2 separate regions of the Sus scrofa genome follow, and region 2 is linked to region 1. Evidence: chromatin contacts called from public Hi-C data. All regions are on one chromosome and are shown on one strand. The core of a region is the stretch at or near the end of the contact, and the rest is flanking DNA. Distances in the headings are between cores, read along the strand shown. Region 1 holds the start of IRF7 (interferon regulatory factor 7). Region 2 holds the start of TALDO1 (transaldolase 1).

Region 1 (6,571 bases), core at 2,361-4,860:
AGATCTGCCACAGCAAGAGCGGGGAGATCAACCCCGTGAAGGTGGGCAACCTGGTGCGGGCCTACGTGGACAAGTACAGGCACATGCGCAGACACCGGCGGCCCGAGGCCGGCGAGGAGCCACCCGCCCAGGGCGCCGAGGGCTGAGCCCGCCTGGCGTGCCGCGTGCGGTGGCGGCAGCGGAGCTCTCCAGGGCACCCAGCGCTCCTGTTTCCAGGGTTCCTGCAATCACACGTGGGCTGTGCTCCTGTCTTGCTCACAGTTGAAAACTGGACTTTTTTATATGTATATTATAGATACACACTGTTCCCATTGTGTTCTAATTTATCAAAAATGGATTATCTTTAGAGACATGGTGGCTCTGTACTTGAAAGGTGAAGCCTTGGGTTAAGAGGGGTGGGGGGCGGCTCCTTAAGCCTCCGCAGTCTGCATCCCCTGTAGCCGTCTGCGCGCCCGCCCCTTGTTCCGCAAGTCCCCCGCCCTGCGTTGTTTTCTGAGTGGCTGCTGGAGGTTACACTCGGCTCCGATGCAGAACAGCGTTGGCAGATTGTGAAGCCCAGGGAGAGGCCCTGGGTGCAGCATGGACGGAGCCCCGTTCGGGAGAGGGGCCCCAGGTGCTGCCCCTCTGGTGCTCATGGCAGCGGGAACATCTGACCCCTGAGGGGCGCTTGTGTTCTGGGTAGTTTGTTGGTTCTAAAGCGGGGCCTGAGCGTCTTCACGGTGAAGACGAGGAGCAGATGTGCACAGGTGCCCGACGTGGACTGGGGCTGGGGCTCCCTTCCTGGGCCCCACGGGCCTGCGGCTTCCCACAAAGTGGGGTGAGCCTAGCACCCACCGTGTCCCTCCTGAGCCCCAGTCCCAGGCCTGCCCCTGGTCAGGACACCAGTACTGGGTCTTGGAATTTTTTTATTGGATTGGGAGGGGTCCAGGGTCCACCCTAGGCCGGCTGCTCCACCTCCATCAGGAAGCGCTCCAGCTCGTCATAGAGGCTGTTGGAGGGGGACAGGCAGAGGCTGAGGCTGCCGCTGTCCAGGGAGGACACGCCTTCACGCTGCACGCTCTCCAGCTGTGTCCGACACAGCCATGGCTCCAACTGCGGGTAGGGCGCTGTCAGGCCGGGCGAGGGCTACCTGCAGCCTCGCCCCAGGGTCCCTGCCCCTCACCTTCACCAGGACGAGGCTCTTCTCCTTGGGCCTCCCCACGGAGAGGTCCTGCCCGAAGCCCAGGTAGATGGTGTAGTGTGGGGAGCCCTGGCGCCGGCGGGCCCGGAACTCCATCAACTCTGCAGGACAGGGCTCTGGTGAGCGGGAGGAGGGGCAGGGGCCAGGAGCGCCCCCCCCCCCCCCCCCGCAGCCCCGGGGCAGGTGCAGGTGCGTCACTGACCTTGGAAGAAGGTGCCGAAGTCGAAGATGGGGGTGTCGCAGTCTCGGGGCAGCAGGCAGGCGGGGGTGGAGGGGCTGCCAGAGCCCAGGGGCCCTCCCACCTCCCAGTAGACTTTGCACTTGCCCAGGCGCCGGGCCCACAGCTTGGGTCCCCGGAACTCCAGCTGCAGGCCGGGGGCCACGTGCTGCAGCAGCTTCTCTGTGTAGTGGAGCTGCTTCTGGTCAGGCAGCTCAGCGGGGCTGGGGAAGGCTACCTGCTGGGGCTCTGCAGCCGCGCCAGCCGGGCCCGGAGACCCGTACAGGAGCACACAGCTGGGGCCCCCCACCATCTCCTGCAGCACCGTTCGACCTTTGTACATGATGGTCAAGTCCAGAGCCTCCAAGCTGGGCCCTGCGTGCAGACCGAGCTGTGAGCAGCTGGGACTGGCCGCGCCCCGCTCGCCTGCCATCCGCGTGCAGACACGGGGGTAGAGTGTGGTGCAGGGCTCCGCCTCTTGGGGCTTCCAGGGCACCGGGGCTGGGAGTGGGCCTGCATCTGGAGAGGAAGGCCTGAGTTGGCTCCTGGTCCCCCAGCTCCTCTCCCTTCCACGTGTCACTTGGCTCGCCTCACCTTGTCATCTGGGCCTGGGGCTGTGGCCCAAGGCTGGGGGCCACCTTCCCTGCCAGTGGCAGGTACAGTTTCTAAGCAGGGAGCTCTGGACCTGAGGAGGCTCGGCTATTCGGGCCCACCTGTGGTCAGCCCATCCCTACTGGGGGCAACCCCCCCCCAGGGGTCCTGCTGTCCTGCCTGTCCCTCCCCTTGGCCCAGAACCCTGCAGGGCAGAGCAGCCGTCTCTCACATGGAACCTCGGGGGGGGTCAGATCCACGCCCCATGCAGCTTCCAGCAGATGGTCCTCCATGCAGCTCTGCTGCAGAGCCTGGAGCAGGAGGTCCCCACCATCTCCAGCTGGGCTTGGGGTGCAGGGTTCAGGGCTCGGCCTGGCCAGCTCGTGCCTCAGCCTCTCACCAGTATGTGCTGCCAGGCGCGGCCCGGGAAGCTCACCCTGCGGAGAAGACAGTGTGCCGGCATCAGTGAGCAGCTCCCCAGCCCCAGTGAGAAGTGGCAGCCCCAACCCGGGAGCAAGGAGGGCTGAGTGGCCTTACCCTTGGGGGTGGGGCATCCTCGAGGGCCTCCTCTTCCCCCGGGTTGAAGCCTGGGCCTTCTGGGAGAGAATTAGGTTTAAGGGGACATGGGGATCTGAGACTGGACTGGGTCACCCAGGGGTGAACCCCTGGGCAGCTCCTCCCCTTCACCAGTCCCCAGAGGCCCGTCTGGGGCCTCCCGGCCATCCCCTACCCCACCTTCCCCCAACAGTCTGGCCCCAGCCTCTCCCACGCCAGTTTCTAAAAGGGGAAATCTAACCCAGCAGCGGCTTGCTCCGCGGCACAGCCCTCCCTGCAGGCAGCCCTCCCCTGGCCTTCCTCACCTCCGCACCCCAGCTCGGGGTTGATCATATACACCTTATGAGGGTCAGTGGGGTCCCCTGAGTTGTCCTGCAACATCACGAAGCGCCGCGTGCTGTGCAGGGCACAGCGGAAGTTGGTTTTCCAGGAGGCGCGGAGGGCACCCTCCGGGATCGGCTGCGCACCTTCGCTGCTGCGGGGCGGCCACCTGCCGCGGGCCACGGCCCAGGCCTGGGGAGGGATGGAATGGAGTACGGGCCTGGACCTGGGCCGGTCCCCCCGCACTCCAGGCGGGGCTGGGGTCCCACCTTAAAGATGCGCGAGTCGGACTCGCCCAGGTCCTTTCGGGCGAAGTGCTTCCAGGGCACGCGGAACCGTGTTCTGGCTTCATCCAGCCATCGCAGCCCTGCGTAACGGCCGCTGCTGACTTCGCCCAGAAGCCAGTCTCCGAAGAGCACGCGTGGGCACCCCCTGCGGGCAGAGCAGCGGGCGTCAGGGCACGCGCGGACCGCGAGGTGCTTGGGGTTGGCACCGGGTAGGGCTGCGGGCTGTCACCTGTCAGGAGCCGCGGCCATTGCTCCCTCTGCAAGGACTGGGCGTGGAGACACTGGCTTGGCCTCCGCGGCGAGAGCTCTGACCACGGGGGCAGGCAGGTGTTAACCGCAGGTGAGAGGAGAGCTGCGCGTGTGTCACCACACACCACAGGTAGTGAGTGTGGCCAGGTGTCACGGGTGTTGGGGTCACAGATGGGGGTTGAGGGCTCTGGCCACGACGTTGCCCAGGTGAGTCTTGGCCAAGGCGGCGATGGGCGTGACTGCAGACGTGGAGGGCGGGCGCACAGGGGCCACAGGTGTCGAGCTGGCGCCCGGGATGGGCCCTGCGGGGGCGCGACGACCGCAAGGAAACGAAACCGCGTGTCGCAGGAAAACGAAACCTAACCAGCTGGGCCGCGGGGCGGCCGGCGCCCCCTCCCTGCCCCGCCCGCCCGGCTCGTCCTCGGCAACCGCGACCTCTGCCTCCAGGTTCCCCAATTCCGGACCCGTGCCCCTCCCCCCGCAGTCACCCGCGCTGCCCGCCCCCTGCTGGTCACTGCTCTGCGAAGCGAACCCGGGATCCGACGTGGCCGTCCCTGCCCCTCTCGCTCCGCGTAGGTTGGGGGTCCCCAGTACCTGAACCGGGAGCTGCCGGGGCAGGAAGTTTCGTCTCCCCGGGGGCTCGGGAGCGAGCGACTTTATGGGGCCGGGGCGGGGGCGGGGCCGCCGGAGAAGTCACGTGCTCCGGGGCGGGGCGACTCGGGGGTTGGGGCGGCGGGGGCGGGGCGGGCGACTCGGGGGCCCCGCCGCTACTCTGCTCGCCCAGCGGCGCCGCGGAGTGGGGCGCCGGCGGCAGCCGCGGCAGCGGCAGTGGGACGAGCTGGGGGCGCCAGGAGCAGAAACAGGAGCGGGCTCGTGTGACGGGGGTGTGGGAGGAGCTGCAGCTGTGCTCACTGAATTCTTTCCAGTGCGAGTTGTTGAGACAAGAACACCCAAATTCTGCCGAGATTAAAACATGCGGAACGCAGAGCAGTTTTATGAGGAAAAAAGCCAGTGACCCATGAGGGGTGTGGTGGCAGTTGGGGCGGAAGTCCTGCCTGACGTCCATCCCTGAGGAAGCCAGTAGAGGGGGCTCTGTCCCCACTGAGTCAGGCTGGGTGGCCCCACGATCTCTGTCTCCTGCACCCACTGGCCACTCCTGTCACCCCAGGCCGATGGCCTGCAGGCTACTGTCGCTCTGGGCCACCCATGGCCCTATCTCTGGTTGCAGTCCAGCCACCTGGACCAGGTGTCCCTGAGGGCACCCCAGGGTGTTTATTGCCCACACTGTGGCCACAGGAGCCCGAGGTGTGACCCCTGGAAGGTCCCCAGGACCGTGCTCCCCTAGATGAGTGCTCCTGGGAACAGCTCCTGGCTCCTCAGCCTCCCCCAGGCCAAGAATCTCCATGCTGGGTCGGTTGGGAGGGAGATCCCAGCGCACGCCCCCCCCCCCCCCAGGGCCGTGGTTAGACCAGGAGAGGAACTTTCTGGCCACCAGCTGGCACCAAGCCTGGGAAGCCCCACGAGCACAGCAGGTGGTTTACGGGAAATGGTGCCCAGGGTTCTGCACAGGGCGTGAGCCTGCCCAACCCTCTCTGCCCCTCGGGCCACCAGGAGGACTCCCGCGGGGCAGGGGCAGAGGGGCCACGTCCCCACCACCCGCCACCCGCAGCCCCCTGGGCAGACCCCACGTAGGCCCGCAGATCCCACAATGTCACTTTATTCTGGGCAATGGAGTTGGGGAGAGGGGCCGAGCCGATTGTCGGCGTCCGGACTCGCTGGGGCCGCGGGGAAGCAGCGCTAGAAGTAGATGGAGTCAGTGCCCGGGGCGTCCTGGCCACGGCCGCCCGGGCCCGCGTCTGCACCCTCGTCGCCACCGCCCTCGCTGCCCGAGTCGCCGGCGCCATCCACCTCCGAGCCTGGCGTGTTGAGGACCACCACGTCGGCCTCAGCCCCAATGTCCTCCCCGAACCACACAGCCTTGTAGCCGCCCTCAGGCCGCCGCTCCTTGGTCAGGATGGACCTCACGGCTGCCGGGCTGCCCCCATCCGGGGCTACCGCAGGGGACTCAGGGACACGGTGAGAGGGCGCGGGGCTGTGGGGCGAAGGCTCTTGGGGCTCAGCATCTGGGGGTGCGGGCTTTGGGGGTGCTGGCGGGGCAGGGCTGGGTGGGGGACTAGGGGCGGGCTCCCAGTTGGCCTCATCTTTGGTGAGGAAAGCCTTGTTGTCAAAGCCTTGGGGCTGGGGCTCCTGGGGGCAGGGGCGGGTGGGAGGCAGCCATCAGCCAGAGCCCAGCGGGCTCAGACCAGCCCGGCCGTCCCCCGAGGCGGTCCCTCGTCCCTCCCTCCGCTCTCTGCCTCTCTCTGCTCCCCCCCCACTGTTTGGGCCATGGTGTCTGCGCCCCATCACCTTCACCCGGTTTCCATCTGCTCCACCGACCCCTGGTCGCGCTGCCTCCCTCTCGGTCCCCCATGCCCTCCACGGCCCTCTGCTCTCTCTAGCCCTGTCCTGTCCCCACCCCCAGGGCCTCACCAGAGCTTTGCCGGAGCAGCACTTGAGTCGGTGGCCATAGTGCTTGTGGACAAGGACCGTGAGGGCGATCAGAGCCAGAAGGAGCAGCGCGCCCAGCACCCCGCCTAGCACCGCCATCTCCACAGTCGAGAAGCGCCTGTCCCCGTTTGAGATTGGCTTCGCTGCAGTGCTGCTTTCTTCGTTCACCGGCGTCCCTGCCGGCAATACCACCACCCGCTTACTGTCACACGCTCATGCCAACCTGTGGCAAGCGCCAGGCACCTGAGAGCAAGCCAGGCCTGGCCACCACCAGAGCTTGGGGAGTGGGCACCACTGACCCCCACTAAGGAGCTGTGTGTTCCCAGGGGGCCCCGATAGGCCAGGCTGCTGGGCGGGAGGGGAGAGGGATCAGTGCCCACTGGTTCCAGGTGGGAGGGAGGGGCTCCAAGGTCACAGGAAGGGGGCTAAGGGCCACATGGGGCCAGTGGAGTGAATGGCCCAGGGAACTGGGGACTTCACTGGGTCTCAAGTCCAGCCTCTGCCCCACCCTCCACACACCTTCCCCAGGTTCCCTCCTGGGCCCCCCGAGACCCGTCTCTCCCCGCGACCAGAGCGGACTCCCCTGGGGATTTGTGGTCAGCACGGTCATGATGGGCTGACCTG
Region 2 (6,717 bases), core at 2,209-4,708, 90 kb after region 1:
GCACCCTGGGAAGACAGGAGCCCACCTGGAAGGGTCAGAACTGGCCCCCAGCCCCGAGAGCCTGTGTCCCAGCCCTACCCTGCTCCCCCACAGCTCACTCCTTCTGTGACCCTGAGGCTTTACCGGGATCTGTGCTGGACCCCCACGGCCAGAGTCTGGGTTTGCATTAGCGCCTCCTCAAGGCTCCAGAGGCCCCTTCCTGAGGCGCACCAGCACCCTGAGATCCCAGAGTTGGGGAGACACCAGGCATCACTCCCCACCGTCTTCCGGTTACCCGCCCCTGCCCCAGCAACAGGCCCGGGAGGCCCTCGGCCAGCACCACCGGCCCTCTCAGGGGGAGCTCGGGGCAAGCAGGTGGGAAGCAGGGCCAGTTCCCTGAGACGGATCCCGGTGACGGGCAGTGTCGGGTGGGGGTCCGAGGGGTTAACGGCAAAGCTGATAACCAAAATTTAAGACACAATTGAAACAAAAGAAAAAAAGAAAGACAAACATTCTCATGACCAGCAGCAGCGCAGTTCCCGTTGCAGCCGCACAGCTCAGGTGGGACTCAAATCCAGCCAAGACCCAGATCCGGACTTGACGCACTGCCATTTTTTCTTGGCCACGGCAGCGGCCTGATGTGGGATCTCAGTTCCCAGAATCAGATGGGACTTGGGCCGCAGCTGTACAAGCAGCTAGTCCCCCCCAGACCACCAGGGACTCCTGTGAACCCAGTGTCTGTTTTGGTTTTGCTCTTGTTTTTTGCCTGCACCTGCAGCATGTGGCAGTTCCGGAGCCAGGGATCAAACCGAGCACAGCAGGGGCCCAAGCTGAGCCACCAGGGAACTCCAAGGACCCACTGTCTTTCGGTTGAAATTGCTCGCCGGGCCTCAGCACTTGCTGGAGTCCAGCTTATTTATGTCACAGAAGGAGTTCAGAGAGAGGGAATGTGACAGGTCAGAAGTAGATTTACGGTGAGAAATACCGCCCAGACAGCGCGTGGGCCATCTCAGGGGGTGAGCGGCCCCCCAGACTATGAGGTGGTGAGGTTTATTTTTCTTTTTAGGGCCAAACCTGTGGCATATGGACGTTCCCAGGCTGGGGGTCGCATTGGAACTGCACCTGCAGGCCAAGCCCCAGCCACAGCAAAGCCGGATCCAAGCTGCATCTGTGACCTACACCACAGCTGGCCGGAACGTCAGAGGGGTGGGGAGTTTTGATGAGCTGGGTAACTTCATAGGCTAACAAGTGGGAGGAGGAGGCCAACTCTTCTGTAGAAGAGGCAGGGATTTCCAGGAACTGGGCCGCCGCCCGCGTTTTGGCCTTTACCACCGGCCTGGAACTGTGCGGGTGCCTGCGGGCGTCTCAGCTAGCGAAGCACGATGACCGTCCCCTGAGGCAGCGGGTCCCTGGAAGGCGGTTCTTCCGCCACCTTGGACCTGGTTGGTTGTAACCAGTTCGTCAGAGCCTCAAGGACGGTGCCACCCCCCCCCCCCGCCCGCCCGCCTGCCCTCTTGTTTCGCTAGGACTGATTTTGTCCTTAATTCCCTGGGGACACCTTCTGTCAATGAAAAATGAATCAGCAGATCTAAGAAAGAAATGGAACATTTGATTTGAACCAAATTGAGGATTATAACCCAGAAACACCCCCTCAGAAGCCAGCTCCAAGAACTGTTGTGCCCACTAGCCATCAAGGCGTATGCTTAAATGCGTTTTTTGAGCAGGGCTGGACATGAAATGACGTAGTGTGGACAGTTGACACAGTCCAGCTCTTGGGGTCCTCGGGGCCCTTTATTCTCACAAGAAGGAATGCTCTTATGAAAGGGTTGTCCGGCTGACACTGGACGGCTGCTCGTTGCGGCTGAGCAGACATTTCTGCCCGTGGGGAAGGTCGGTCCGTGCATGATTCAGATACACAGTGCACAGCGGGGAGAGGGGAGGAGAAAGGGCAAAAAAAATTTTTTTAATTTTTACAGCTGCACCTACGGCATATGGAAGTTCCAGGGCCAGGCACTGAACTGGAACCACGCCTGCGACCTACACTGCAGCCGAAGCAACACCAGATCCCACTCTGCGGCCTGGGGATTGAACCCTCACCTCCGCAGCAACCAGGGCCACGGCCGGTGGATTCTTAACCCACTGCACCATGGCAGGAACTCCAGAGAATTTTTTTTTTTTTGCTATTTTAGGGCCGCACCTGTGACATATATGGAGGTTCCCAGGTTAGGGGTCAAATCCCAGCTGCAGTCGCCGGCCTACACCACAGCCACAGCAATAAGGGATTCAAGCCTCATCTGTGGCCTACACCACAGCTCACAGCAACGCCAGACCCTTAACCCACTGAGTGAGGCCAGGGATCGAACTCGAATCCTCATGGATCCTAGTCGGGTTTGTTAACCACTAAGCCACAAAGGGAACAAGAAAATTTGTTATATATTTAAATTTTTCTCATCGTGCCACTTTATTTCACACTTCTGAAGTTAGTACCATTTATCTGGGGCAGATTCCCAGAGGTGGGTTCCCAGAATGAAAGGCAGGGGAGACAGGGACCCATCCTGGGACTCAGGTTCTGGAGAAAATGGAACAAGCCCTGAATTAAAGCCACCTCACGTCTCCTAGCCCCTCCCCTGGCACCAGGCCTGTCTGACCTAGTGAGGCCAGGCGAAGAGGCCAGACCGACCGGGAGGACATGCATGCTGGGCGCCCATGCACAGGAGCACCACGCTCCCAGCACACCCCGGCCGCCTGCCCCTTGCGAAATGCGCCCTGACTGCGGGGAGCCACTGTCCCACACCGTGTCAGGGGGACAAAGGCCCTTTTCATTGTCCCCGGAGGCGGGGCGGCCCAGATGCAGGGTGTGAAGGGACTCCGCTTGCCCGAGGTCGGGTTTAAGGCCTCCGCCTTAACTCTGTGGATCCCCGTGGACCCTCACTCCAACTTTCCCAGCGTCCGACAGAGGAGGGAAGTGACGGAGAGCGCCCATCGGGGGTCGCACCGCTCGGGGCCGCGCGTCACTCGGCAGGGCATGGCTTCGGGGGCACTGCCCTGGGGACACACCGCTCCGGGCATCACTACTCCCAAGTGCACGTCGCTGGGGCAGGGCGCATCACTACGGCGCGTCGCGGGCGGAGCGCGCGGAACTCAGCGCTCCGGGGGGCGGCGCATCGCTGCGGGGGTGCAGCGCTCCGGGGATCACTGCCCTCAGGGGCGCATCACTGCGGAATTACGGCTCTGGGGATCACTGCCCTCAGGGGTGCATCACTGCGGAATTACGGCTCTGGGGACCACAGGGCGGGAACACAGCTCCGGCGGGCTCAGGGCCCGGGAGGCCGCCGGGCTGGGGCGCGCCCCGCTGGGGCGGCAACGCCCGGGGGCGGGGCGCCGCGTCTCGGGGGCGGGGCCTCGCCCTGGCGTAGCTGCGCACGGCCCGCCCTCCCGCGCCGCGCTCGGATTGGCCGCGCCCGAGGGCAGGGCCCGCGGGGCATTGTGGGCCGCCCGCTCCCGCCCCCGCTCGCCATGTCGGGCTCCCCGGTGAAGCGGCAGAGGATGGAGAGCGCGCTGGACCAGCTCAAGCAGTTCACTACCGTGGTGGCCGACACGGGCGACTTCAACGGTGAGGGCGCGCGGGGTCCCGGGCTCCGGGAGCGGGCCGGGCGGCAGCGCGGGGCTTCCTGCTCGCAGAGCGCCGGCCGGTGCGGTCCGGGAGGGGAACCGGGGCGAGCGGGCGCGGCGTGCGAGGGAGAGGCGCTGCGAAGGTCGCCCCCGCTCCCTCTCCGCCCCCTGTTCCTGACCCCCTTCTCCCTCCCGCGCCGTCCTCGGCCGCCCTTGCCCCGCCCTGCCTCCCGCGGTTCCCCGCCCCTCTTCTCCCTCGGCCCCCGCCCTCGGCGTTCCCGGCCCCGCTTTGCCCTCGGCCCGAGCCGGGGGTCTGCCCCAGGACCCAGCTCGCGCGGAGCCCGGCGCCTGGGTTTCCTCCGAGCTGCCCGCTCTGAGCCGCCAGTGGGTCAGTGTGTCAGGGGACGGTGCCCAAGTGCTTTGATCTGGAAGAGACTCCAGGTCCACCTGGAGCTGACTCAGGGGATCCGTTTGTGGTTACACAAGGCAGTTCCAGCGAATGTTGATCGCTGAGCGGGAGCAGGAGTTCCGGGCCCAGAAAGACCAGAAACTGCGAATGACACCACCTGCTTTTGACACCACCATGACACCACCTGCTTTTGAAACCTCCTGTTGCACACACTTCCCACCTCTGCTCAGGGGACAGCTGTGCACGCTGGTGGCCGTGGCCAGGGCGGGCCAGTTAGAGGTGAACCACGTGGGGCCAAGAAACTGCGGGGGTAAAACCCGGTGCGCGGAGGACAGCAGAGCTTCTTCAAAACCTAGATTTGGATCATGTCCCTTTGAGAGACCTGGGGGGACCTAGCTCTCCTGCCCTCTGCAGAGCCCAGGCGACCTAAACGTCCATTATCTGTGGCTGTGAACAATTAAGATTTTCAGGAAAGCCACGAAACTCTGTGGGGCACACAATACAGAAGGGACTTCCTCCCTTTTCTGCTTTCTCATGCTGACTTGAGAAACAGGCTTTAATCCCTCTTTGGTAACTCGGAGGCTTTATCTGGCAGAGCCTGGGAGAGTGAGTAAGCGTGTTTGGCTGCTTAAGTGTAAAAGTTGGAGATAGCATGGGCTTGAGTTTACCCTGTGCTTTAAACCAGATGGCCTCGCCTGTTTTCCATTGGGTCTCACTGGCAGCAGCCACAGGATGGTTCCTTGGCTGCACCCTGCGTTAGTGTAGGGCCACCAAGGCGGGCTGGGTCCTGGGGAATGGTAGCTTATTTTATCCTCCCCCCTTTTTTCTCTTTTTACAAACACCTAAATCCAACTGCTAACATTTAAAAGTTTTAAATGGGGAGTTCCCGTGGTGGCTCAGTGGTTAACGAATCCGACTAGGAACCATGAGGTTGCAGGTTCGATCCCTGGCCTCGCTCATTGGGTTAAGGATCTGGCATTGCCGTGAGCTGTAGTGTAGGTTGATGACGCAGCTCGGATCCCACGTTGCTCTGGCTCTGGCGTAGGCCGGCGGCTACAGCTTCAATTAGACCCCTAGCCTGGGAACCTCCATATGCCGTGGGAGCGGTCCTAGAAAAGACAGAAGACCAAAAAAAAAAAAATAATAATACAAGTTTTAAGTGAATGTTAACTATTTTATTAAAAAAATACACCTGTTGGAGTCCCCATCGTGGCTCAGTGGAAATGAATTTGACTAGTACCCATGAGGACACAGGTTTGATCCCTGGCCTTGCTCAGTGGGTTAAGGATCCAGTGTTGCCATGAGCTGTGGTGTAGGTTGCAGATGCGGCTGGGATCTGACATGGCTGTGGTGGAGGCCGGCAGCTGTAGCTCTGATTTGACCCCTAGCCTGGGAACTTCCATAGGCTGTGGGTGTGGCCCTAAAAAGACCAAAAAAAAAAAAAACAAAAACCAAACACCCAAAAGCATTTGTCGAAGTTGCCTTGCGGCTCAGCAGGTTAAGCATCTGGTGTTGTCACTGCAGCAGCTCAGGTCGCTGCTGGGCTTGGGCCCAGATGGTGAATCCTCTCCTTGATGAGGTATATCCATAAATACTACGCAGTTATAAACAGCGCATTTGATTTTGTGGGCCTTTTATGAACTGAAGGTTCTTATTTTGGGGAGTCACGGGCTTCTCTGAAAATGTAACCAAAGCTGTGGAGGGATTCCGTGGTGGTTAAGGACCTGGCATGGTCACTCTGTGGCATGGGTTTGATCTTTGGCCTGGGCATTTCTTTTTTTGTTGTTGTTGTTGTTGTTGTTGCTATTTCTTGGGCTGTTCCCGCGGCATATGGAGGTTCCCAGGCTAGGGGTCCAATCAGGGCTGTAGCCACCGGCCTACGCCAGAGCCACAGCAACGCGGGATCCGAGCCGCATCTGCAACCTACACCACAGCTCACGGCAACGCCGGATCGTTAACCCACTGAACAAGGGCAGGGACCGAACCCGCAACCTCATGGTTCCTAGTCGGATTCGTTAACCACTGTGCCACGACGGGAACTCCTAGCCTGGGCATTTCTGCCTGCCAAGGGCATGGCCAAAAGAAAGCTGTGGGATTCCCCGTTGTGGCTCACTGGGTTAAGAACCTGACTAGTGTCCATGAAGATGCGGGTTCGATCCCTGGCCTCACTTACTGGGTTAACAATCCGGCATTGCCACAAGCTGCAGCGTAGGTTGCAGATGTGGCTTGGATCTGGCATGGCGGTGGCCGTGGTGTAGGCTGGCAGCTACAGCTCTGATTCGACCCTTAGCCTGGAAACTTCCATATGTTGTGGGTGCAGTCCTAAAAAAAAAAGCTGTGGCCGCTCTTCCCGGAACAACACCCTACCGCAAGCTTTGCATCAGTTTAAGGGTCCCTGAAGCCAGAAACCCATCTGCTGACCCCAAATATGCCTTAGTGTTTCGTTGTTTGTTTTCCTGGGGTTTGTTGTTGTTGTTGTTGTTTTGGTTTTTTTTTTTTTTTTTTTTTTTGCTTTTTGGGGCTGCGTCCGTGGCATGTGGAGGCTCCCAGGCTAGGGGTGTTATCAGAGCTACAGCTGCCGGTCTATACTACATCCACAGAAATGCGGCATCCGAGCTGTGTCTGCGACCTACACCACAGCTCACGGCGACACCAGGTCCTTAACCCACTGAGCAAGGCCAGGGATTGAACCCGCAATCTCATGGTTCTATCGGATT

What was found. Hi-C and Micro-C count contacts between places; a contact is called where the count stands out from the background.
Region 2: a contact with region 1 is called in a Hi-C map of liver, with 5 times the contacts expected there. The contact joins the promoter of TALDO1 here to the promoter of IRF7 in region 1. A contact is called at or near these places in 18 of 47 Hi-C or Micro-C datasets (alveolar macrophages, blood, embryonic fibroblasts and 12 more) and 1 of 2 datasets of contacts at active chromatin or transcription factors (alveolar macrophages).

The regions. Positions count from the first base shown.
Region 1 is chr2:371,348-377,918 of Sscrofa11.1, forward strand. It overlaps IRF7 (interferon regulatory factor 7), which reads right to left and starts at 3,611. Exons shown (of 8, transcript NM_001097428.1): 1 at 3,381-3,611; 2 at 3,134-3,296; 3 at 2,849-3,056; 4 at 2,526-2,584; 5 at 2,221-2,425; 6 at 1,383-1,916; 7 at 1,163-1,281; 8 at 917-1,092. The coding sequence starts at 3,400. The coding sequence ends at 937. PHRF1 (PHD and RING finger domain-containing protein 1) reads left to right here. Exons shown (of 19, transcript XM_005652789.3): 19 at 3-352. The coding sequence ends at 146. CDHR5 (cadherin-related family member 5) reads right to left here. Exons shown (of 15, transcript XM_013989870.2): 14 at 5,930-6,123; 15 at 5,102-5,647. The coding sequence ends at 5,198.
Region 2 is chr2:461,323-468,039 of Sscrofa11.1, forward strand. It overlaps TALDO1 (transaldolase 1), which reads left to right and starts at 3,459. Exons shown (of 8, transcript NM_001244935.1): 1 at 3,459-3,592. The coding sequence starts at 3,496.